2 separate regions of the Cricetulus griseus genome follow, and region 2 is linked to region 1. Evidence: chromatin contacts called from public Hi-C data. All regions are on one chromosome and are shown on one strand. The core of a region is the stretch at or near the end of the contact, and the rest is flanking DNA. Distances in the headings are between cores, read along the strand shown. Region 1 holds the start of Hoxd13 (homeobox protein Hox-D13). Region 2 has its middle 180 kb from the start of Atp5mc3.

Evidence for each region. A called contact is a pair of places that touch in the nucleus more often than the background predicts.
Region 2: a Hi-C map of liver shows a contact between it and region 1, with 6 times the contacts expected there. The contact joins the enhancer-like site here to the promoter of Hoxd13 in region 1. A contact is called at or near these places in 4 of 8 Hi-C or Micro-C datasets (the CHK-Q cell line, the CHO-K1 cell line and liver).

What each region holds. Positions count from the first base shown.
Region 1 is chr6:100,423,195-100,427,910 of CriGri-PICRH-1.0, forward strand. It overlaps Hoxd13 (homeobox protein Hox-D13), which reads right to left and starts at 2,209. Exons shown (of 2, transcript XM_027420050.1): 1 at 1,441-2,209; 2 at 318-568. The coding sequence starts at 2,209. The coding sequence ends at 318.
Region 2 is chr6:101,042,797-101,047,512 of CriGri-PICRH-1.0, forward strand. No RefSeq gene overlaps it. Among named protein-coding and RNA genes, the nearest start is that of Atp5mc3, 180 kb to the right of the region's middle. Within about 2 kb of position 2,190, at least 1 of the 6 cell types and tissues checked has open chromatin away from gene starts, as enhancers often do.

The sequences.
Region 1 (4,716 bases), core at 959-3,458:
GAATTATTGGAAAATACTTCAAGTTTTTTTTTTTAATATATATATGTATACTGGCCTGGAGACAGAAACAATGTTTAAAAAATTCTAAAAACAAACCTAGACAAGAACAAAACCAATAATAAGCAAGAAAGAAGGAGAATTACAAAGTCAATTTGGGCATCAAAACGTTTTAGAGCCAGATAAAGTTTGAGAGAAAAAAAAATGATTCACAATGCTTGCCATCCTAGGCAGGGAAGGGGGGAATTAAATACATTTTCAAGTCTTTCCAAAGGTGTGTTTGGAGACAACTGAAAGCATTTAAACTGTCCTGGCCCATATTAGGAGACAGTATCTTTGAGCTTGGAGACGATTTTCTTGTCCTTCACTCTTCGATTCTGAAACCAAATGGTTACTTGTCTCTCGGATAGGTTCGTGGCAGCCGAGATCCGCCGCCTCTTGTCCTTGTTAATGAACTTGTTAATGGCATACTCGTTCTCCAGTTCTTTGAGCTGCAGTTTGGTGTAAGGTACCCTTTTCTTCCTTCCCCGTCGGTAGACACACATGTCCGGCTGATTTAAAGCCACATCCCCTGGCACAAACAACAGCATGGGAAAATTAGACTGAGATACTTGGGGCACCCAAGCTTCAAATTGTGTTATGTGAGTGTATCTGTGTATGCATTAGTACTGGGCTGCGGTAGAGAATAAAGAAAATGAGATTGTTTATACTTTATTATTATTTACACAGACATATTATTTACACATTATTAAAGAAAGACTATTTGCACTTCAAGACAAAGGCTAATTTGATGGATCATCATGGTTTTTCAAACCGGCATTTTAACAAGCCTGGGTTTTTATGGTCTGGTTATTGGGGAAAGCTCATAAGGGCAGTTGCCAGTTGCATACATTCAAACACACACACACACACACACACACACACACACACACACACACACACACACACACTTCAGATCTTTTACTCAAGCTTTAATTTCTGTTCCTGTGTTTGGGGATTTATGAGCTCTACGAAGCTTTAGTAGTCATTGTAACCCCACTTGAAAAAGTGGGGGCCCAACTCTGACACCTTTTAGGAAAGAAGCCTTTTTAGTTAGTAGGGTGAGAAAGGGAGAGGAGGGGAGGGAGGGAGGGAGGGAGGGAGGGAGAGACAGAGAGAGAGAGAGAGAGAGAGAGAGAGAGAGAGAGAGAGAGAGAGAGAGGCAAAAGTAACTAAGATCTTGAACTTTAGTGGGTAAAAGCACCTTGCTGCACGGGGAAGGAAAAAAATTGCAGAGGCAGAGGCGGTTTTAATGGGGAAAGTTACATATTACAGAAACTTGACAAATTTTTCTAGCGTGTTAAACCTGGTCAGGCCCGGAGCCTAAGTAACTACTCCCAAGTAGGGGTTTTTCTCCTCCACCCTCTTCCCCGCGTGTTCTTCTCTTTTCTACATTGCTCCTACCTGGAAAGGATGACTTCCAAAAATGGGACCCCTGTGGCTGGTCCTTGGCACAGTACACCTGGCTGTTCCACCCGTTGGCTAGCGTCCAGGACTGGTAGCCCTCCATGGAGATGTATGCCTCGTGCCGAGGTTCCCCGGATCCGAAAGTGGACACCATGTCGATATACCCAGGCACGTGCTGATAGGGACTTGTGTAGCCCTGGTAGAACGACACCTCCTTGGCTCTCGTGGGCACCTCGTTGGTCGGTACGCTGCTGCTCGCCAGGCCCGACACGTCCATGTACTTCTCCACCGGGAAACCTCCAAGAGAGGCATGCGGCGACGACTTGAGAGCGTTCTGCTGTAAGCCCACACCGTGCGACATGCGGCAGCTGTAGTAGCCGTTGCCGAAATGGTAGCCATAGCCTAGCGCTGGAGCGCCCGGGGGTGCTGCAGCAGTCGCGGCGGCCGCTGGCGCGGGACACTCTTTAGCCACCGGAGCCTCGGGGCGAGTGGCGATCACAGCCGAGGATGACGACGATGAGGAGGAGCCTGTGCGCTCAGAGGTGCCCGGGTATGCGAAGCTGGAGGCTGCCGCCGCCGCTGCAGCTGCTGCAGCCGCTGCGGCTGCCGCGCGTCCGGTATGTGTCCCCGCGAACACCGGCGCCGACAGGAAGCCGCGACACTGGCCCGGCGCCGCCACAGAGGAGGAGGAGGAGGCCGGCGCCGCCCCAGCGGCCCCGCCGTCCGCCCGCAGCCCGTCCATGTCCCAAGTCCCCGAGCGGCTCATGGCCCGGCCTGGCCCGGCCCAGGCCCCGGCCTCGGCCCTGCGCAGGACACCATGGCGCGCCGCGCCTCCTCCCTCCTAGCTGTGCTCCGCGCGGCGCTCGCTCCCGCCCTCTCCCTCCCGTCCTCTCTCCCTCCGCGAGCCTCCCGCCTCCTGCCCGCCCCCCGCCCTCCAACAGGTTAGCTCATCGCGGGACGTTTATAAAAACGAAGTTCAGGTTGGGAGGGGGCCTGGGCCGGTCGGGGGGCCGCCTCCCGCCCCGAGGGCGCCGGCCGGGGACCGTGCCATTGGCTGCTCCAGGCCACGTGAGGGTGGGGGCGCGGGGGAGCCTGGCTCCCAGCCGGGGTCTGGTTGGGACCCACCCACCGTGCCCCCACCCCTCCACAGTCCTTTGGGAGGCCCACCTCCCATTCCCGCCCTCCCCCCCCTCCCCAGATGCAGGAGTTTGCTCTGCAGCCACCCCCTCGAGTTGATTGCGCGACGGCCCATCTCAGGCCTGTCTGCAAGGCGGGCGCTGAGGCCTCCACCTCGTCTCCACCGACCGACCGCTGTTTTTTGCCACCTCTCTTCGGTTCCTCGAGCTGCACACCAAAATGATGATGAAGGACAGAGGTGGTCAGAATAATGTGAAACAGAGCAATCCTGTTTTTTGTTTTTAAAAACCTGTTGCTTAGTCTTTCGTTGTTCTACCTTTATACCCCAAATTCGAGACAGCTCATTTTTCTTACCTTGAACATACCTAGCGGGCAAGAAACATTCTACACATAGACCAATCAGTCGGAGCAGATCCTTCCTATACAGACATCATCGGTCCACAACCATACCCTTGAGGCTCATCAGAGACTTACAACTCACCCCAGAGCCGAAAGCTTGACAGTTTTCGCAACTACGAAGTTCACAGATGCCAGGTCCCTCTCCATGGGAGTCACTTCGCCTGGCTGGCTTACCTCCTCCCGGGGCGGGTGGCAGAGAGCAGGAGGAGAAAGCCACTCAGCAGACCGCCACGAATCTTCTGCGCCTCGCCCACAGCCTACTGGCCTCTAGCATTTTGCAGCCACCACCCCCCCCCCGCCCCGTTACTCATACCAATTAATTGAAAACTTCACTTTCCCAGGGACTTTTGTTTCTCTTCCTTTCCAGGCTGCCAACTGGAGAGACTTGAGTGTGCCAAGTTAAAGAATGTTTTTGTTCCCCCCCACCACCCAATAAGTGAATTTGGAGCTGGTGATAAAAGCCATCCAGAAGGGTAGGCTCTTGTGGCAGCACCCGAGGAGCTAATTCCCAGTTTTGGGTGTATATCTTCTAGAGTGTTAGATATGACAGCTCTAATCACTCCTCCGCTCCCAGTCATTCTTCTGCCCCAGAGTCCCAGCATAACTATCCTGGGATCTTAGCAATTTATGGGTCGCTCCTGTGAGTCCTGAGTTGAATCTAGAGCTCCTGGAGCAATACTAGACTTGGTGAGTCAAGAGTGCTGGGTGGATGTAAGAGCCTCCAAGCGAGCCAATTTATCTCTTAAGAAAACCACTCCTCTAAACTTGTGGTACTGAGACCAGCTTGTCACCCAGCCCCATTGCCCTCTGATTGAAAATAGGCTCTGAGAAAGAAGAAGAAAGAGGAGAAAGAGTAAGTTCTTCCTGGGCCTGGTCTGGTCTGGCCTTGCAGGGTGGGCTGATGGCGTTGGGAGTGTTGACACAAAAAAACACAGTAACCATAAAAGGCTCAAATAAAGGGGGGAAAGTTATGGGAGAGGTACTAGAATAGAGAGGTAAGAAAATTTGTTTGACTTTTAAAAGCCCTAGACAGGTTCATGGTCAAATTCAAACTGGGAGAGTCTCTCCTGGGCTTTTGTAGAATGTGATGAATAGCCATTTGTTGATCGGGATAATTTTGATTACTTGAGAGAAGGCAAAAGTTAGCAGTGGGAGCTGGATTGCATTTAAAGGGGCAGGTAGTGAAGTTGCTGAGCTTTTGAAAGAGATTAACAATCAGATGTTTTACTTTCCCTCGTTTTTTACTTTTTGTTACCCAGAAAGAGACAACATGGGAGCTCTTGATATCTGCCAGCCCCCTACCGTGTTTCAAGCACTTGTTGAAATATTTTAAACACAAAACAAAATAAACCAAAATAACTGGAACCAACAAACTTGCAGTTCCCTAAAATGCGGTCTTTTAGTGGATTTGTGCTCTTTGGCTTTTAGTACCAATTACATATTAATTGGTAATTAATAATATACTAAGATATATTAAACATTATATATTTAAAATAAAAAATAAAAGTAAAACATGAAAGAAGTATTTGTCATGCTCTGTGATTCCAGTTCACACATTAATCTTAGCTTACTTTTTCATGCAAAAAAGTAAGTTGTACTTCACTGGGAGGGAAATTGAGATTAATGCTCAGATTGAAACCTCTCAATATGGCCTTCTTCCCAATACTACTCTGTGGTGCCCTTGTAGAACTTGGGGTTCCTCTGCCAATTTCAAAGGTTATTCAGAAATGAAGGAAG
Region 2 (4,716 bases), core at 940-3,439, 620 kb after region 1:
TCACTTATTATTTATTTTTATCTCTTCATGTAAATATATGATATGCCTGTTTAAGAAAGGCTATGTGCGGCGTAGTGTATAATTCAAGCAAGGCTCTAACTAAATAGAGATGGGAAAGGTTGTTTTCTTTCTCAGCATTCAAAAAGCTGGCAGTACTAGCCATGCTAATCAATCAATAGATATTCAATGAGCACCAATTATGCTCCAGTCATAGTAATAAGAGGTAATCATTATGAAGCATCTACACTACTATGTTCCAGAACTGGTTAAGTATTTTCACTTGGTTAATATATTTAGTCCCACAAAATCCTCTAACATGTAAAGTATTTTTTATCTCCATCTTACTGATAAAACTTATCCAGGCCCAGAGAAGTTAAGTGACTCTCAGAGAGGTGGGGTACAGAGTTTAAATGAGGAACAGTCAAGGCTGGAAGTGACATAGTCTAACGTCACTGCAATACCCTAGGTACCACCCTTTAAAAGGACTTTGCGTCTGCAATTCAACAACTTGAGGCTATTTCTAGTTCAAATCTAACCAAATACAATCCCAAAGAAAACTAGTCCCTAGCTTTCCCAAGCACCTTCCCAGAGAGTGGTTTCAAAATGCCTTAGATTTTCTTTTCTCTGAGCTATATTATCATAAGGAGTATAATATTCTTCCAAAGGGTCTATCTTCTGTGCTTCTAAGCATTTTTGAGAGTTCCTACTTAGCCTAAAATGATAGCTCAATCAAACACACAGTATTTTTTCTTTTCTTCATTTACCGTTCCTCAGCTCCCAATCCCAAAGTAAACACAATAATAAATGTTTAAAATGAGACATAATATTCATAACCAATGTTGACTAAAACTAGTTGAACTGCAAACTTATAATTTAACTTTATACCCATGTTCTCTATGGCAATGATTACCAAACAGTGATAAGTGGATTGTCTATTTTGTACCTAAAAATAAAGAATTTATGGGTTGGTGTAGAAAATCTTTTACCAATTCTCTGTCATGTTTGGTTCCATAACTCCAAATTTTGTTCATTAGACCTATTATAACATATTCTTGATTCATATTCTACTTTATAATTCTAGATAATTTCCTGTCTAATATGTACAATGCTCCATTTTCTAAATTTCATTTAGAATTTCTATTCCCATGTACATTATATACACTGTGTCCCTATTAAGGGCTGTCTCAGTTTCACTAGGCAATTTTACAAGTTGAAAGGTTATTAGATTTTGGGTTCTGTTTGCTAGGTCCTTTCACCATCACACAGCTTTCAGCATCTGAGTCTGCAAGAATCTTCAGAAGCTACAGAACAGCAGCAAGCACCTGGCCACTGTTGGCTTACATGTGTCTTCTTTGTGGTTAGCTATCCACCCAAGCTAGTTTTCCCTGATTCCGGAAAATCCTCCAATACCAAGGAGTCCCCATGGTTCTGATTGTCCTCTTATGGGCCCTTTAACTCAAAGTGTTCCTTTATCCACTCTCTAGCTACAAAACCAAAATTCAGGACCAGCAAGATTATGTACCAGGTAAAGGTGCTTGCTGCCAAGCCTGACCATCTGAGTTCCATCTCTGGGATCCACATGGGGGAAGAAGAGAACAGATTCTAACATATACCCACATTCTCACCCACCCACCCACCCACCCCCCCACACACACACACTAACACACACAAATAAATAAATAAATAAATAAATAAATAAATAAATGGAAATGAAACAATTCATCATTCATGGTAGGGGCCCAAGTATTACTTCTGCCAGGAAGCCTTCCATAATCCCCCAACCTAGAATTCATTACTCCATCCCCGTCCTTTCCCTGTGTAAAGCAGCTAAACTTTGACTGAGTCAGAAGGTTCTCTGAAAGGAAGTTACATATGAAATGACAATTATGACCAAACACACTTCTGTTGTGTCTTGGAATCTTCTGTGACAGTCCTTTGTAATACCATGAATCTTGCTTTCCCATCATTCCAGTGTCTTTCTGAATGTTAAATCAGGTCTTCATTTGATCAGGTCTTTTCCATGGTCATTTCTAATCTCTCTTACACAAGCAATTAGAGTGCTTCTTGTCCCCTTAGTGGTGTTTTCTATAATGCAAGAACTCATCTGAACTCCTTTGTCATGGGGCACATGACTGACTGTGTCTTCACTTCCGCTTTGATCTGAAAGAGCCTTAGGAGCCAGCTCATCTAACACAGTTCTCATAGGCTAGAAATTACCCCCAGGGTACATAAGAGAGGTTAGCTTGAAGTTGCTCTAGCTGAGAATGATTCATGGGTTGGCTGCAATCACTGTCTTGTCCCTGAGTCCACCCAAGGGTAACAAATTGGCCCCACCTATATATGAAAGATGAAATCACCCACAATGTGCAGGTTGGTCACATGAAGTTTTATTTTTATTAAATATGCCTTTACATAGCCACATGCCTTCTTCCAATGGGCTTGTCTTGATGACCCCTCTAGTCTCACTGGCCCATTTCTAGAAGTTAATAGTCTATTTTTGACTTGGTTTCTTTTTAGCCCCTCATGACCCTCAACTCTAAATTCAATCTGCCTTAATCACAACAGTCTTCATTCTCTGCATTTCATCCCTTCTAGTGGAGAATGAGCCAACACGGCTCACAGGCCTCCCCCCAATTTCTGTTTCTAGCCTGCCATTCCAAAAGCAGCCCCCAAGTCTTCACCATGACCAGAGCTTCTCCCCAGCCATTAATAACAATCCTGAATTCATTCACAACTCACCCCAAAGGCTTGTGCGGGTGTCTGATCACCCTCCACACCCTCCCTTCCCCAGTAAGTAAGTGGCTTACTCTTCATGGAGTCTTACTTTTGCCTCGGTGCCAGCTCCTAGCCGAGTCTGTTTCCTATTATGATTTTTCTAATCCATTTCCCGGCCTATCCTCCCTGACCGCAGTTGTTTGCCTTTAGGCACAGAGTACTTTCTTAAGGCATCACCTAAATAGTTGTTGAGCAAATGAATAATGAAAAGGCATTGCGGATACTGGTTTCCCTTTCCGCACAAATTAATACATATGCCCCCAAACTCCAGAAACGTCTTCAGGTGTAATCTAAGGGTTTCAAAATTATAACTGTTCTTTTTGTAGTTTCTTACTCTATTATCTGAAACAGTGGGGAGAAATGTCAGCACCTAGAACATCCCTCAAAAATAGCTTCATAAAAACTATTATGCATCTTTTCCAGAAATAAGATGGTTTAAACCGTCTTCAAAAGATTCTAGTAAGGACAGAACAATTCACTCTTTCTAGTTGCTGCTTCTGAACAAAGGCCCATGTTTAGCTATCTGCGAACAGCACCGTAGCTAGCTGACTGGATGGGCTTCCTTCTAGTCAGCACACAGACTGGGCCAGCACCGTTATGTTAAAGGTGTGCTCTCACACAAAACCTAAACGTGTCTTTGCGTCTCCTCATCACTTCAAACTCGTGACGTCACCCTTTCACTCCTTGAGTAAATCCAGGACCAGCCTAGCCCATATAAATCTGTTCTGCCCCTTAGGTTCTGTCTTGGTGTACAGCATACTGTAAATAATCATACCGGAGCACTGTGGCTAGTTCTGTGGTACACTGGAGACCCCTATTGGTGGCAGGTGGACAGTGACTCCGTAAACCCGATGCAGTGAACAGCTTCTATGGAATAGACTTCTGCTTGGCTCCTTTGGGTTCCAGCAGAGCAGAAAGAGACACCACTGGCACTTTTTTGCATACCGATTAATCCGTTTGTGGAAGCAAGCCTGTGTGGGCTTACTGAGCTTTGTGTTTGCATGGAGACATCACTAAACAATAAGACGGTACAAACGACAAGGGGAAAAAAAAAAAAAAAAACAGTATGTGACCCCTGTAACTTAAGGAAAGTCCGTTTTCAATAAACAATCCACAATAAGGATGAATGCAGCATGGAGGCTATAAACGAGCATACGGATCAAAATGTACCACGGCATCAGCCAAGGTTTGTGATGAAATATGAATTTTATTTGCCCAACTTAAAAAACAATAATTTTTTTGAGAAGAGTTTTTCTGGGCCCTTAAAAGATACCCTGCTTAATTTACATTTTAAACACTTGACTTGTTTAAAAATCTCTGGATGTCAAAAACAGAATTTTGTTTCAAACCATAGAGGAAAATTAACTTACAATAAAGCCACGATTACCTCTTCAACACTGAGGTGTGTTTTCTGATGCAGATGTTGAAATTAGTTTGACACTTTAGAAGAAGCAGCTGTTTCCACTATAACTGTAACATACAAAGCCATACGTGTTGCCAAGTGTGTGCTAAGTCACTCATCTGGGGAGAAAAGGTTGTCTGGGGATGCCGATTTTCAAATACTGCCCACTGTTTTCCTTTCGTTTCCCACATTCATCTTCAAAATGATTTTTGAAAGGGTGGTAGCACACAAACATGAGAGCTGCCTACCTCAAACATTTGCTATAGCGACATTAGCACTCCCACCCTGTCCACATCTTTGTACAACAGTAAAGTTCACCACAAGATGAAAAGTGTCTTTGTGCCAACACGTGAAATGTCTGCATCCTTCAGCCAGCATATTATTATTTATTAGATAAAGATACTAATAAGAGGAAAATACTTAGGATATATATATATATGGGCAGTCAACCGTTGGTCATCTTTTCTGTTGGTTACATGAATGTTTTCTTTACTGAGATTCTGCATTTCAAATTAAATAATTAATTGGCCTCCCTCCCT